Regions from separate parts of the Macaca mulatta genome. Here region 2 is linked to region 1. Evidence: chromatin contacts called from public Hi-C data. All regions are on one chromosome and are shown on one strand. The core of a region is the stretch at or near the end of the contact, and the rest is flanking DNA. Distances in the headings are between cores, read along the strand shown. Region 1 overlaps LOC106992627 (a long non-coding RNA gene). Region 2 has its middle 67 kb from the start of HNRNPA3.

Region 1 (7,828 bases), core at 3,406-5,905:
AGTATCTGCATAAGCCAGCTTGCAGTTCAAAGCCCTTGTAAAAGCACACCAACCTGGTTAAAGGCTGCCGACTCACCTGCTCTGTCTCAATGCACCTCTCCCCTAACTCTCACTGACACAAATGGGAAGCATTTCTCAGAGTGAAAGGAGGCTATTCCTTTCTCTTTGTCCTAGGGCTCTTTGCTTAATGCAAATAACAGGCCTCATGCACACATACTCTACCAATCCAACACATTTTCTGTGTGTGCGTGTGTGTGTGTGTGTGTGTGTTTATGGAGTTACATATCGATTTTAGTACCTTCTGTTGGAGTTAATGTTTTGTTTATTTGTTTTGTTGGTTTTTTCTTCTCCTCCAGCAAGGAAGAAATGGAAGAGGGTGCCTCTAAGTTCTTCCCATTCTGAGAATATTTATTTATTTAAGTTATGGGGTACATGTGCAGAACGTGCAGTTTGTTACATAGGTATACACGTGCCATGGTGGTTTGTTGCACTCATCAACCCATCACCTACATTAGGTATTTCTCCTAATGCCATCCCTCCCCTAGTCCCCCATCCCCCTGACAGACCCCAGTGTGCGATGTTCCCCTCCCTGTGTCCATGTGTTCTCATTGTTCAACTCCCACTTATGAGTGAGAACACATGGTTCTTGGTTTTCTGGTCCTGTGTTAGTTTGCTGAGAATGATGGTTTCCAGCTTCAAAAAGGCAGGTGATTGAGGGAAGAAACCCTCCAATAGTTAGGGATTCTAAGGTTGAGGAACAGCCTGACACAGATGACAGTGTATCTGGTGTGGCTTCTGGGAAGTTGGTGTGCAGTCACCTGGTGTGCTCAGCATCGACATACAGGCCAATGACATCACAGGCTTCTGTTAAATTTCTTCCTCATCATGGAGGACAGAGATGCTTTTGAAGCACGTTCCTATAAGTGGCCCTGTTCTAGGTTCTTTCTGGTAGTAGCAGTCGTTTTCAATTTTTTATTTTTATTTTTTGAGACAAGGTTTCCCTCTGTTGTCCAGGCTGGCGTGCAGTAGAGTGATCACATCTCACTGCAGCCTTGAAGTTCTGGGTTCAAGTGGTTGATTCTCCTGCCTCAGCTTCCTGAGTAGCTGGGACTACAGGTGTGCCTGCAGGATTTATTTTTTAGTGAAAAAAATTTATTTTTGCCTTAATTTCCTGGCAGTTGAAGTGCAATTTTAAACAATTTCTTGGCCAGGCACAGTGGCTCATGCCTGTAATCCCAGCACTTTGGGAGGCCAAAGCGGGTGGATCATGAGGTCAAGAAATCGAGATCATGCTGGCCAACATGGTGAAACCTATCTCTACTAAAAATACAAAAAAATTAGCTGGGTGTGGTGGCACATGCCTGTAGTACTAGCTACTCAAGAGGCTGAGACAGGAGAATCCCTTCAACCCACAAGGCGGAGGTTGCAATGAACTGAGGTCATGCCACTGTACTCCACGCACTCCAGCCTGGTGACAGAGCGAGATTCCGTCTTTAAAAAAAAAAAACAAAACAACAACCAATACTTTCTTTAGGAGGCTAATATCTTCATTGCCAAGACTTAATAAAGATTAATGTGTAGTCATCTTTCTTCTCTCCTTCCTTCCTTTTCCTCCTTTCTTCCTTCCCTCCTTCCTTCTTTTTTTCTTCTTCGCTTCCTTCTTTCCTTCCCTCCCTCCCTCCTTCCTCCTTTCCTTCCGTTTTCCCTCCTTTTCTTTCATTTTATTTTCCTTCCTTCCTTCTTTCTGAATCCTTATTTCTCTTCAATGACTTAGAAAACATCTTAATGAACTTCTTAGAGCAATTCTGCAGCAATGAACATGTCAGGATCACAGATGCCTTTTCTCCAGTATTTACTGGTAAAATGCAGTTCCCATTTTTGCTGTCTGTGTAGTATGCACACCATCCCATTTATGCCTGTAAAGACATCCAGTGTGCTTAGGAGGGCCAGAGAGACCCTTGGAGAGTAGACTTATTGTAAGTTTACTAAAATTAAAACACAAGAAGGTAACAATAACAAGACTTAGGAATTTGCTTAGTAGATAAACAGTGCATTTTTCATTACTTGGTATCTAGCTTGAATTATTGACCTGCATATTTCCAAATACAAAATATAGACAATATTGGACAACACAGAATATTTGATTCTAACATAAAACTATATATTTTAAAATAAGACACACTTGTAATTATCTCTACAACCACTGGATGTCACTATTGCATATGTCAGGCAGTAAAAACTTCCTATCTAGAGAGAGAATCTGAAACTTACTTTAAGAGCTGTCAGTTGCCACCTTGGTGCGCTACCTTTTGATGGAATATGCACTATCGTGTTCCCCATTCCGTGCAGTCAGCCCAATTTTCAATTATGCCACTCTACTGGGAATTCTAATTTACACAGGATGAGATTCCTCAAACACAATTATTTTCTTCACTATATTTAAAAGGAATATGGTACTTCTATAATAGTTCTCAACATTGCGTATTAATTATAACTAGCACATTTTGGATACTAAATGGTGTGAAGTGAAAACATAACCATAAATAACCTAGATTTATAAATACCCACCCCCAAACCCTGCCAATTGCTTACAACAGTTTTATATCTATTTGCTCATCTGTATTCCTGGCATCCCTGGGGGGTTACCTGCTTTAATACTTTTATGAGTCAAAGTTGACCTGTGAAATAAATTGAATCAAGTAATTATTTGCACGGGCATCCCAGGAGTAAAGCACAAGTATACACTGAAAGTGTGTTCCAGACAGTTAATTCCAGTTTGCAAAAGTTACTAGTTCAGATTTTGGTAGTTCTGTGATTTTTCAATTACTTAAAAAATTCCTCAGTCCATGGACCCTTTAATTCTCCTTTTAAAGATTCATTTAAAAAAAAAATCTAGGCCATTTTGTGAGGCTGACATGATAGAAAAAATAGGTCTTTTTCCAAGCTGAAAAAAGGCTGGCCCAGTTCAAGTGCTAGTTAGAGCAGGACCAGGAAAAAGAACGTGGTGAAGGAATTGGAAAAAAGGTTTGCTTTCCCTATAGTTAGAAATGGCCGGGAGCTTTCAAAGAGCTATCCAGTTTAGTTTATTTCCTTTTACTAAAACCCTGGAGTCGTTTTCTTCAACTTCCTCACATGCCCTTGCAGCTCTGGGGAAGCCAGAGCTGTTCTTGGAGGACTACTGGCCTAGATTTAGTGGGGGAGGGGAGATACTCTCTGTTCTAGTGAATTATCAGAGAGCTGTGTTGCTTGCCATCTATGGGATGCTTTGATCCAAAATTTTAGTCATTGTTTCCACATTTAGGGGCTGGAATGAACATCAAAGAAGTGGGTGCATGGAATTTACTGAATGCCAAAGAAGTACAATAACATACAGAGGATATAAGCAAATCCCAGTGGTAAAATTTGCTGCCAATTCTTGCACATAATAGAGGCCCTAAAGTGACAGTTTATCTTTGACAAATGCATAATGATATCAATGCCAAGGGAAGGAACTAGCATGCTGAAAGGTGAATAAAAGAGTCGGGAACAATTCAGTGGACTTACACATTTCCTCACCGTGTTTTCACACAACAAGGAAAGCAGATGACACAGATGCATGAGGTAATCATCAGACAGGCCTGCAAACCCACCAGCCATTTTAAACCAACCTGGTTCTTTCAGGATCCAGCTCTAAAGATGAGAGTAAAATGTGGTTAGAAATCATTCATCTTCTGGAGGAAAAAAATGGAACAAGGAAAGTGAAAATAGCTCTCTTGTTCTGTCTTGGATAGTTCCAGATTTTAGAGCCCATATGTTGTTTGCTATAACTTCCTCGCCTCCCAGGGCCAATGCATTCCAAACGCTTCAGCTAGTGCACTGCACTGAGTAGTCTCAGAAGTTAGGGCTCATTTGTATCCATAGTCTTTGTTCAGATATGGATTAATTTTGGCTAATTTCAGTGGGTGCACATAAAGTAAAATGCACAGAACTGAAACTACTGAAATCAGGCCTTTGTGTGATCATCTAAAAATCTACTTTTCAAGCTCCTTTAAGTTTTATTTTTGAAATAAAAACAATAAAATGACAGTAAAAAGTTTTCAAAAGCATTGACATTATGAGCAATTGCTAACCAAGGCTATTCCCAGAATGATTGAGCAAAATTTGGATATAATTCGAGAAAAGATAACTGCCCTGCAGTGCCAGCTATAAAGACTCCATTCAGGAGGTGATTTCATAATGATCCTACGGAATGTGTCTCTTGTCTCTAGGGCTGGGTATCCATGTGGATGCATATGATGCTATTGTCACTAGGGCTGGCATTGGAGGGCAAAGGCAGATTCTTGTCCTCAAGCTTCAATCTTTACACTATGGAGATTAATGTGTAAGACCTGCTGTAGGTTGCTTTAAAAAACCAGACTGGGTTTGGATATTTAGAGGAAGAGGTCTCAAAAATGCCATAGTACGTGGAAATAGCCTAGAGGGGTTCTGGGCACAATCTGGTAGTGAATCAGGTATAAGCAAAATCAAAATGTGTGTATTTATTTGCAACTCTACTTGCTTGAGCCAGAAATTGTGCCAGCTGCAAATCGAGCCAGCATTTCTGTCCTTGGCTTTAGACAATTAGAGCAGATTTGCTTGTATACACCAAAATCATTTCCAACACAGCCCCCACAGTTCTTTGTGCTGCTTACAAAATTTCCTCTGTGGCCTTGCACTGCATAATAAAGGAGCTCTTGGAGGGATCCTGGTCTGTTTATTGTGCATGTTAAGTAAATGCAATGATTTTCATTATTTCAAACTCCATAATGAAATGACTGAGTGCCCAGCAACATTAGATAATGGACAAACAACTATTCAACTGGCTGTATGAACCATGGCTTTCTCGCATTAAAAGTGTAATATTTATGAGTTAATTTAATCATAGAAGAAAATATTGAGTAGGTGACTGAGTAAAATGATGACTGTGTATTATGTTTTTGCCATGCAGCTGGATAAACACATTCAACGACAGACCTTGGCAAGAACTGCAAAGATGCTCTTGACAATGGCATGAATAAATATTAGGTGTTATCTAGAATTCACCGCATTTGAGGTCTTGTGCAAAGCCAGGTAAGTTTTAACAAAAAAGAATTGTAGCAGAAGCCATGTGTGTACACTGGGATTATGTAAGTACTGGAGTCTTTTTCTGCTGCCCAGGAATTGCTCTAATACTCATTCTCATCCACATCACTGAAAGATTTTCTAAATCATTACCTTTGTCTGCACTGCTAGGAGTGCACTTTAGCATAAGATCCAGGTTTTAGGAATTTCGTGGTAAATTTTTCAATGACATGTACTTGGAGAGAAAAGAAACACTTTGCCTAGGCTATAGAGCTGACAAAAAAAAAAAAAAAAAAAGATTATATTTTGGAGTGACCCAACCCAATCCTTGCAAACAGTAAATTAAAATATTGCTTTGACTTGCTTCTTGAATTTCTTTAAAAGACATAGTTTCTAACTACAAGAAGGACCATAAGAAAAGACCGTTTTTCAGAAGATATTTTGAGTGAAGGTTCAGCAAGACTGATAGTCACTTATTGCACGATTTGTATCCAGGGCAGAAAGAATCAGTGTGCTAAAGAGTATCATAGAAATGTGCCATTACGGTTTTTTTTTTTTTTTCTTTCCTACTCAGAATTGTCATATTACCAATACGGAAAGTTTCTTATTAAGGTCTTTGTTTTCATTTGTTGGAGTGTGCACACAGTCTCTAGAAGATGAGGAGGGGGAGGAGGAACAACAACAACTATGTTCTCTGAGCCAGTGTATGTGCCACAGATTTCTGCTAAATCAGTGAATTTCCTATATTATTCTCTATTTTTTAAATTATACTTTAAGTTCTGGGGTACATGTGCAGAATGTGCAGGCTTGTTACATTGGTGGTTTGCTGCACCCATCAACCCATCATCTACATTAGTTATTTCTCCTAATGCTATCCCTCCCCTAGCCCCCAACCCCCTGACAGGCCCCAGTGTGATGTTCCCCTCCCTGTGTCCATGTGTTATTGTTCAACTCCCATTTATGAGTGAGAACATGCAGTGTTTGGTTTTCTGTTCTTGTGTTAGTTTGCTGAGAATGATGGTTTCTAGCTTCAGGTCCCTGCAAAGGACATGAACTCATCCTTTTTTATGGCTGCATAGTATTCCATGGTGAATATGTGCCACATTTTCTAGTCTCTATTTTGGTGTTGTCTCGGCACTAAAATATGAGGAGAGGATGTGTTAAAGAAGTTAGCAGAGCTTACTAGGAAAAAACACTCTTGCTGGCATGAGTATTCTGGTGTCTAGTCTCGCTGTGTGACCTTGGGCAAGTCACTTTGCCTCTCTGAACCTCAGTTTTCAATCTATAAATTATAATAACATCTGTTTGCCTATGCTAAAGGGTTTAGTTGTGAGAAGAAAACTAGATAATTGATCTAAGGCATTCATTTACTTTATTATTAAACCACAATGGATTTAATTTTAACTGCTTTGTTCCAGAAAGAATTTCAGTTGCACCTAGGGAAGTTAAAATGAAAATTTAAGATATTACTATGACTACATGTACTAATACTACACGATATAGTAAAGCAAATATGATGGCCCATGAGCTTAACATTTTTTCTTTTTTTTTTTGAAGAGACCTTTCAAAATCTTTAAGAGGAAATCTAGCTCACTTCCCAGCTACTTTGTCTTCCTGGTATCCTTCTTAATTACACATATTCTACCTCGACACTTATTTAACAACTATCTGGAGTGCTTAAACCAGATAGAAGTAGCAAGAGGGGTGTTTTGGAGGTATAATCGTCATAACGTGGTGATGGATTGGATATGGGAAAGTGAGAGAGACAAGGTATCAAAAATGACTTGCAGATTTCTTATATAGAAAACAGGAGAAGGACACAGTTTGAAGAAATTAGGCATTTTGTTTTGGATAAATTCAATTTGAGATGACTGTGAAATACCCAAAGGAAAAAAAATCCAGTGAAAGACTGTGAAGGCAGCTATAATGGCAAAAAGCACGGGGGTTGAAGGAAAAGGACTTCAATTAAGGCCCTAATTCTGCATGACCTCAAGAAGGGATGTATTCTTCCTGCGTTTTAGTTTCCTTGTCAGTAAAATGGAGATATTAGTATCTATCTTATCACCTTGTTGGGGGGATACAATAACAATTTTTGAAGGTATTTTATAAGTTACTTTATTTCTTATTATAACAGAGACACAAGAAATAGCACAAAGAAACAGGGTGGACTCTTTCTCTACTGCTACTAGTTGCTTTGGGAGCCTTGGGCTACTGTGTAAATAGGGCCAAGTCCAAGAACCACACTACACACAACTAGTCCTGAAAATGGAACAGAAATGGCATCAAGAAACCCCTATGTCAAAGATGTAAATCCCTTAAAAGGGTGGGCCCAAGTTCCTGAGGAACATGCACTTTGCCAAGAAGCACAAGAAGGGCCGGAAGAAGATGCAGGTCAGTGATGTCAAGGCCACGAGTGAATCAACTGAGGCTATCAGGGCCCTTGTGAAGTCCAAGGAGGTCAAGCCCAAGATCCCAAAGGGCATTAAGTGCAAACTACTTGCCTGCACTGACCACTCCAAGCTCAGGAAATGTGCTCATCCCTGCATCATCAAGGGTTTCAGGCTCTGCCAGCCAAAATCAAAGACCAGGGCTCAAACTAAGCACAGGATGTGGCTCTGTCTCCAGCTCAGGCTCCCAAATGTGGCCAGGCCTCCACCAGAGCTCCCGAGTGGAGGCCTCTTTCTGTCAATATGAGGACAGAAGGATTGGTGTGGCCTCACAGCTACCATCTGCCTGAGGCTGGTGACCT
Region 2 (7,828 bases), core at 1,834-4,333, 330 kb before region 1:
AGGGGCCATGCTGGAGAAAACCAGTTAGGAGGCTGTTGCAGACAGGAGGAAAGTGACAAGGGCCTGATGGTGGGCAATAATGGGGGTTTTAGTGAGAAGGGGACAGCCCAGGATATCAAAGAAAACAAGAGAAGAAAAGTTTCAAGGAGGAAGAAACAGTAAACAGTATCAAATGATGTAGAGAAAAGATATTCATTGGGTTGAATAGCAAGATCTCTGGTGACTCTTGCTAGAGAAGCAAGTGTTAGTGGTTCACAGAGAAGCCTTTGGGGTAGGGGAGTGACCCGGGGGCGAGTGGGAAGGAAACACAGTGAGTGCCCAGTGTTTTCCTTTGCTACTCCCTGTGCTGATTTCCTCCTCTACTTCCAATCTTGGGAAAGAAAAAAACCACTTATTGGACAATTAGTGAAAACTAGTGCATGCTATAAGCCTCAAAATGACCCTATGATGTTGGGCCCACTGTGATCTTTATTTTCTAGGTGGGGAACAGAGAGTTTGAGAGATTTATACCCCAGCCCAAGATCCACAGTTAGTAAATGGCAGGGCTCTAGTTCTAATCCAAGTCAGTGTGATTCCAGAGCTCATAGTCTCACCACTACCCTCTTCTAGAATTTAGAGTCTTCATGCGTGCTCTTCTCTCCTTCCCTCTCAAGACTATTTGCAATCATGGAGCTAATAGACTTATTTTCACCAAAACATAAATGATGGGCACAGCTTATTATGTTTTTTTTTTTTTTCCCTGGATGTATTTTGAAATGACCATTGGATGTACTTCTTTTTGCATTTTTATTGTGAAATAAAGCACCATTTTTGGCACTTTATGTAAGTGGAATCATTTGTATTCTTCTGTATCTTGCTGCTTTTGCTCAAAATTACATTTTGCGATTCATCCACATTGAGTGTGGCATTAGTGCATTCATTTTCAATGCTGAATAATATTTCCTTATATGAATTTACCATATTATTTGCCATGCTGTTTTATTCTTTAGGGACTTGTGGGTTATTTCTAGTGATGAACAATTATGACCGATGTTGTCTCTTTTTTTTAAAAGTTCATTTTTCTGTTCAAGAAGCTCTAAGAGTGCGATTTGAAACATCTTTAAATATTTTAGGAGGTCAGGATCCCTTTCCAATTCCCTTGAAATGAAACCTGACAGGTGGTTCCTGTGGGTTCTTGTGGGTTCCTGATTTGCTTACTCATGAGACCAAACCTGAGAAGTATGAGGAGCATTTCTAAATTAAAATGTTTAAATAGGTTAGGTGAACTGAAAAAACAAAGAAACAGTTATTACCAGATCTCCCATTTCCCCTAGCTCTTCCACTTCATTGTTGCAATCTTAGCTAAATGCAGTCAGCTTGCATATTTTCCTGCATCGGTCCTTTGATCAGTAAAGTAATTTCTTTTCCTTCCTTTGTGCAAATCTTTTGATTATATTAAGTTCATTCTTTAAAGACCAAACATGGTAAAAAAAATTAACAATTTGAATAATTTTAGCAACTATCTAAAATAACTTATTTTACAGGGGATAAAACTAGAAATATTTAATTTTATAAAGTGAATCATCAAAATATAATACAACCAGTGATAAGATCATAGTGTATCACATATTTTAATAACAGCATATAAGATAGACACAGTGAAGTACAGAGGTTCAGGGTATAGGCTCTGGAGTGAAAGACCGGGTTCAAATTTCAACTCTACTTCTTACTGCCTGCATCAATGTGGTGAATTTCTTAACCTTCTAGAAGTAGCTTTCCTCAATTATAAAATAAGGATAATAGTAGTATCTATTTAATAGGGCCGTTGTGACCATCAAGTAAAACACCTCAATAAATGTTAGTTGTTGTTGATATATTTAGCACATCCAAAGGGTAGAATAACCAGAGTATTTATTAACAAATCTTGAGAGAGATAGTTATCTGCTTATGTTATAGCTATTTATTCAACATTTAATAGGTTCCTCTTCTGAGGCAGAGGTTGTGGATCAGACAAAAGTACAACTTGTAGAGGTAAGACAATTAGAAAATTGTAATCAAGTGGCAATGTTAAATAAAATGTATCTGGAAACATAAAGTAGGAAGTGATTGCAGAATGTGGATCAATTGAAGGTACAACTTTCTAGGAATTGTATTTTGAATTTGATCTCAAACAAAGTAATAGTCACAACTTTGCCACAAAGAAAATTGAAGTTCTTCCAGAAAATGTGTGTATGTAAAGAATAGAAGGAAAAATGAGCACGACCTCTTTTAGGGGACAATAGGGATGGAAACTGTGAATGGAATGGGTGAAGAAGGGAGAAATAATTGGTGGAATATTTTATAAACAGCTTTTCTAAAGACTCATATGTTTATTAGATGGTAGAAAAATAAAAAATTCAGTTCCATTTAGATTGGCTTACTGAATTATAAACTTATTAAGGCAAAATGTGACCAATCTGGCAGATTAAAGAAAAGTGGTAATATTTTGGCAAAATAAACTTTCTATATTTTCTTTTTCTTAATAAAGATATAAATAATAAAGCATTTTGACATTTCAAAGATTTAAAATTTATATTGAAAAACCACTCTTGAAATTCCTGTCAGTCATTTGAATCATTTGCTTCTTTTGTCATCTGGTTTTTTTTTTTTTTTTTTTTTTAAGATAAGACTCCTTCCCTACTGCTTCGACTGTAGTTAGTATTTTCTAGGTTGGCTGTAGGGATTGTTCCCTGGAGCTTATATACCCCACCACGCGTTGACGACTCCCCCAAGTCAATAGAATCCACTAGGTGGCGCCCAGGTCTACTGCCGCGTGTCGTCTCCGCTGGGCGCACATCTCGGAACAGCAGTGGATGTTCAAAGAGTGGCTGGAGAGATCAGTCCAACCATGTGGAGCAGCTTCCCTACGGTCTGCTCTTTCAAAAGACTGTAAGCCTAGTGTTCCTTCAAACTGTTACTGTAATGAAATCCCCGAATATGGACAATGATGGTGTGGTTTTGAGTACGAGAAAGCCTGCGGTTTTGCTTCATGAGACTTAAAGACGAGCAGGCAGACATGCATCCATCCAGCTGCACTTCACAGCCCATGCCCCCGGCAAGTAGCAGGCTGGCGACTGAGAAGCTCCCTAGAAGCTACCCTTAATGCCCAAAGATTGATTTAGGCAATGACACTGCAATGTACGGAAAGGGAAAAAGGGACGAGAGGAAGGTATCAAAAAGAAGGAGATTATTTCAATATTAACTTGAGTGCAGGCATAATTCGCTCTCATTTCTGGCAGGCAATTGAGCACTCTGCTTCATATGCAAAATCGAGGGTACATTCTGATGTAGATTTCGCATAGTGGGAAATGAAGGTATTTTGTTTTTCTTTTAAATTGCATTGGGCAATTTCCCTTTATTTCTTATATGAAATGCTGTAGGCTTTGTACAAGTATTTTATACGTTATTACCATTCTTCTAAAAAGGGACAGCTCTTTTCTTTCCAATTTAAAGTAGTGGATAATGACTTTGGCAGCATTTTCTTGCCTTTTTCAAGTTTATGGAACCAATTCCTCATCATTAGGCTGAAGATGCAGATAAGAAAGGACGAGCCTTTTTCTGGAGCTTGTCACATCAATGTTGCTCCTTAGGTGATTAAAAAGAAAGCAGCGAGGATATTGGAGAAAACGTCTGACAAAAGGTAATGGAAACCCAGTAACAGACGAAAACCAGTGATAGATTAGGCAGACCTTCTCTGCTAAGTGCATGTGTGCATTTCAACTCAGGAACAAAAATAAGACCGTGTTCTACGGAGGCTCTTAAAAAACTGACCTGTGCTGGCCCCACATGCTAAGGTTTATTTGAGGCGCCGAAGGTGATTAGATCCAGGAGGAGGCGTTTTTCTGCAGTTTAGCTTAGGAACTCAGAGCCAGCCAAATGCTTACTGCAGCTGCTTGTTGGCTGGTTCAAAGGTATAGAGCTACTTTAATTAAAATCGGCAGGCGCGTTTTGATTTTGGTCAAAATAGATTTTGTTATTTTTAAACTTCCTGTGGAATGAAAAAAAAAGTATTTTAATTCCCTTTTCTTTTGTCCAGCATTCTTATTCCCATTTCCATCCCCTGCTATCATAATAATGGGAGGGGTTCAATATGGAATTCTTAAAAATCTCTCCAGGGTTATAATTTTGGTTCAGGGATAGGCGGTGGTCCAGTAAAAACATCTTTAGCACAAATGTAATTTGGAGTATATGGAAATTGTGTAGTAGTCACAGAGATATTTCTTAAAAATACCTTTGCTAATAATTTTGATAGGCTAAAAGTAGATGAGTGAACATGATATTTGATTATGAAAGGTATTTTGCCTAGTGTTCAACTGGTTTATTGTTTTGAAGGAGGGAAATTGACATGCAATTTAATAAAGAAAGTACATTTTCTAAAAGAAAGCGTTTACTTCTGTTTATTAAAATATGGCATTTCAATATGCAACAAAGAAAAAGTGATTTCTGGTATGATACTAGAAACAAATCTGGAAGTGAAAAAAGGGATGACTGAAAAACAGATTATAGTTAACAATATAAATCTCTAGAAGTAATATACTTTTCACCTCTGGGTGCCACTGTTCAACTGCTTCTTGTTTTTATGACTGTTTGAAAGCCAGATGCTTCTTGTAGATGTATTCTTAAAAGAATCTGTTAAAGAGACATTTCCTCTATCTCTAGTTATCTGCTAAATAACTTTTTTGGCACCTGGATGTAAATTCAGCATGGTTGTGATTTTCCATTTTAATTACCAAATGATGACCAAATAATATTGAAGATTGTTTATGTGGGCAATTGGCTAGGTTAAAAGCCTGATTTCATCTCTTATGGAAATGAATTTTGTATTTGCATTTTTGGTAGGCATTTAACCAGAAAAAGCCTTTAAAACACAGAGAGTTTTAGGTTAAATTTGTTGTCATTTGTAGATATGATTTTAATTCTGCACAAATGTTTCAATAGAAATCAATTTTATAAAAGAGAAATAATAGGTAGACATTGGAAGGAATTAATCAATGAAAATATAATTTCAAGAACCTAACATTGTTAACTGAAATATTATTTTTCACTTAAATTTAAAGCTTAATTCCTTAAGCAATTCCATGAAAAAAAAAACCCTACAGGAATTTGTCTATATATTTTCTGAATTCTTAATTCTCAGCTGTGATTATTTTAATACAAATAACAATATTTGTAATTTTGCAAAATGTATGAGTAATTTTTATTTTTATTTTTACAAACTAGGCAGTGAATTAGTATTTTGTAACAAGAAACAAATGCACTTATTTGGTTGGTTTTTAAATCTCTAATTACTTATTTTAAACTTGGGGCTTATCAGAAATGCAAGAGAAAGGGGTTATAATGCCAAAGTTAATTTTGTTTTGTCATATACAAAGTAGTTAATCTACAAATTATTGATTGATATTCTCCCTCTTTTAACTCTTTTAGGACTCAATATTTAAAGCAAAACTAATTTATCTAGGTGTTCTACGGCACAAAATTAATTCTCCTGGGACTGGTCCAGGCCAAGCCTCATTATGGAACAGTTCCTCTTGCTGAACTAGTCTAAACCTGATTCTTACTGGGATACTTTTTCAGAGTTATTTGCAACAAAGAATTTAACCCTTGAGAAACTACAGAATTTACTTTCAAGTTTATACATATTAGGCCATTTGAGGGGATCAGGAAGACATTAAAATCAGAGTATATCTTATCCTCGTGGGTGCTTCCTGGGATGTTGAAGTTAGCCAGTTGTATTTGTGTATACTGCAGGGATTTTAGCTTTGTAATCATATACCAGAGTTGAAGTGTTCATTTAAGACATTTTTTACCCTTCCCTAATCTGCATCACAACAAGCATATTACTGACCCTGTCTTTTTCATTTATATGTAAGTGGTGAATTTACCTCTTTGTCTGGGTGCCCAAATAGTTGTTCAGATCATACAGCAAGTTTCACTGACTTTCTTTGCTTAATGTCTAACTAAATCATTTGGTTACTTGGTGTTTTTGTGCATACATAGACCCCAAGACTGTAACTGTTAAACAGCTACAAAAGTAGTTCAGCATCATTCATCATTTATATTTCCTTTACTGTGTGTGTGTGTACGTGTGTGTGTATAATATCTTTGCAAAATATTATTGGGGAACAGATTTTTAAAATATCAGTTTTTGTGTTGACTTTTTGCCTTTTGTGTGGCAGTTAGTTCATAAAGATCAGACCATTTTCCACTGGAGAATCTCTTGCATTTTAAGGTTCTTTGATCATTGTGGGAATCTTACCCAATTTTTTCACTGAAGTAGTTTTCCTCATTCAAAATGCCACATTTTCTATTAGAATGTTACTAATCTGGCTCAATATATTTTCCTTTTGTGGCTGGTAAGGAATATTTATTTGGTGCTAGTGAGGCAGCCCTATCTACCAGCCAGGTCTTTCACAGAGAACAAGATGGTGGTCAACTTGAGGATGGGTAAGTGTCTTTATGATGGAAAGCAGTGATTTAGCCAATTATTAACAATTATCCAGGCTATTGTTAAGCCATACTAAATTATGGGATTAATAAACAAACATTCAGGTAGTTCAGTGGTATTTGATAAGGAAATTTAATTTACTTACCTAAGTAAGTAAATTACTTAAATTTGTAAATTAAGTACATGCAATTTACTTAAATTGGCCAGTGAATGTAATTTCTCTGTTAAATAATAGCTTTTTTTTTTTTTTTTGGAGACAGAGTCTTGCTCTGTCACCCAGACTGGAGTGCAGTGACATGATCTTGGCCAAGATCGTGTGATTCAAGTGATTCTCCTGCCTCAGCTTCCCAAGTAGCTGGGATTACAGGTGTGTGCCATCACGTCTGGCTAATTTTTGTATTTTTATTAGAGGCGGGGTTTCACCAAGACAGTCAGGCTGGTCTTGAATCCCTGACCTCGTGATCTGCCCGCCTCGGCCTCCCAAAGTGCTGGGATTACAGGGTGTGACACTGCACCTGACCTAAAATAATAGTTTTAATAGAAATTGCTGCCTTGTGAAACTGAGTTCTCAATCTATAATGTGGTATATGCTTCTGTTTTAAATTCATAATAAAAGGTATTTAAACTTCATAGATTTCTTCCCCCTCTGTATTTTTGTCAGCCTAGATGCACAAAAAAAAGAAGAATGCTCTATACCTTGTGGACATTTAATAAAGATTAATTTTTTTTAAACTAACAATTTAAATATAATCTCCAAATGGAAGCATATCTATGTTAGTTTAAATCCTTTCACAATAAATAACAAAATACAGGAAACTTTAGGAAGGTTTATGATTTTCCATAAGAAAAATGTGCTTAGAGCTTAGAGGGGAATGTTTTACAATTTTTTTTAAAAAAATCTACATCTTTCTTCTGCAGATACCAATACAATCAATTGACAGTAAATGAAAAAGCTGAAAAAAAAAAAAAAAAGAATGTCCCCTTTCTAGTCTTCCATTTTTTTAAAAAAATTTCAGTTGGAAAATCCCCACTGAATGATTTTTTTAAAAAAGTAAATGTATCCTGGGAACATGCCGTTCAGGATTTTGGAAAAGGAACTTCAAACGAAATTGGTAAGGGAGGCAAATGCGTAAGTGGAAACTTTGAGGAAACTGGCAATGAGAGACTGGAAATCAGGCAGTCATTTACGTTTTACTTCACCACCCTTTGCTTATGTGAGTACAAAGCAGGGAGCTGGCAAGGCTGTGAGTCAGAACTCTCCTCTCAGGAACTGAGCAGAGAGATTCCCAGCATCTGTTTCCTCAACTATCACCCAGAGGATACTGGTGGTAAATCACAGGGAATAAAAATAGCCTCAGAAGTCTA

Evidence for each region. Hi-C and Micro-C count contacts between places; a contact is called where the count stands out from the background.
Region 2: a Hi-C map of sperm shows a contact between it and region 1, with 3 times the contacts expected there. The contact joins two enhancer-like sites. A contact is called at or near these places in 4 of 14 Hi-C or Micro-C datasets (fetal cortex germinal zone, fetal cortical plate, fibroblasts and 1 more).

Annotation. Positions count from the first base shown.
Region 1 is chr12:81,731,363-81,739,190 of T2T-MMU8v2.0, reverse strand. All of the region lies in intron 11 of LOC106992627 (a long non-coding RNA gene), which reads right to left. Among named protein-coding and RNA genes, the nearest start is that of HNRNPA3, 390 kb to the left of the region's middle. Within about 2 kb of position 4,655, at least 7 of the 40 cell types and tissues checked have an H3K27ac peak or open chromatin away from gene starts, as enhancers often do.
Region 2 is chr12:82,058,751-82,066,578 of T2T-MMU8v2.0, reverse strand. No RefSeq gene overlaps it. Among named protein-coding and RNA genes, the nearest start is that of HNRNPA3, 67 kb to the left of the region's middle. Within about 2 kb of position 3,083, at least 13 of the 40 cell types and tissues checked have an H3K27ac peak or open chromatin away from gene starts, as enhancers often do.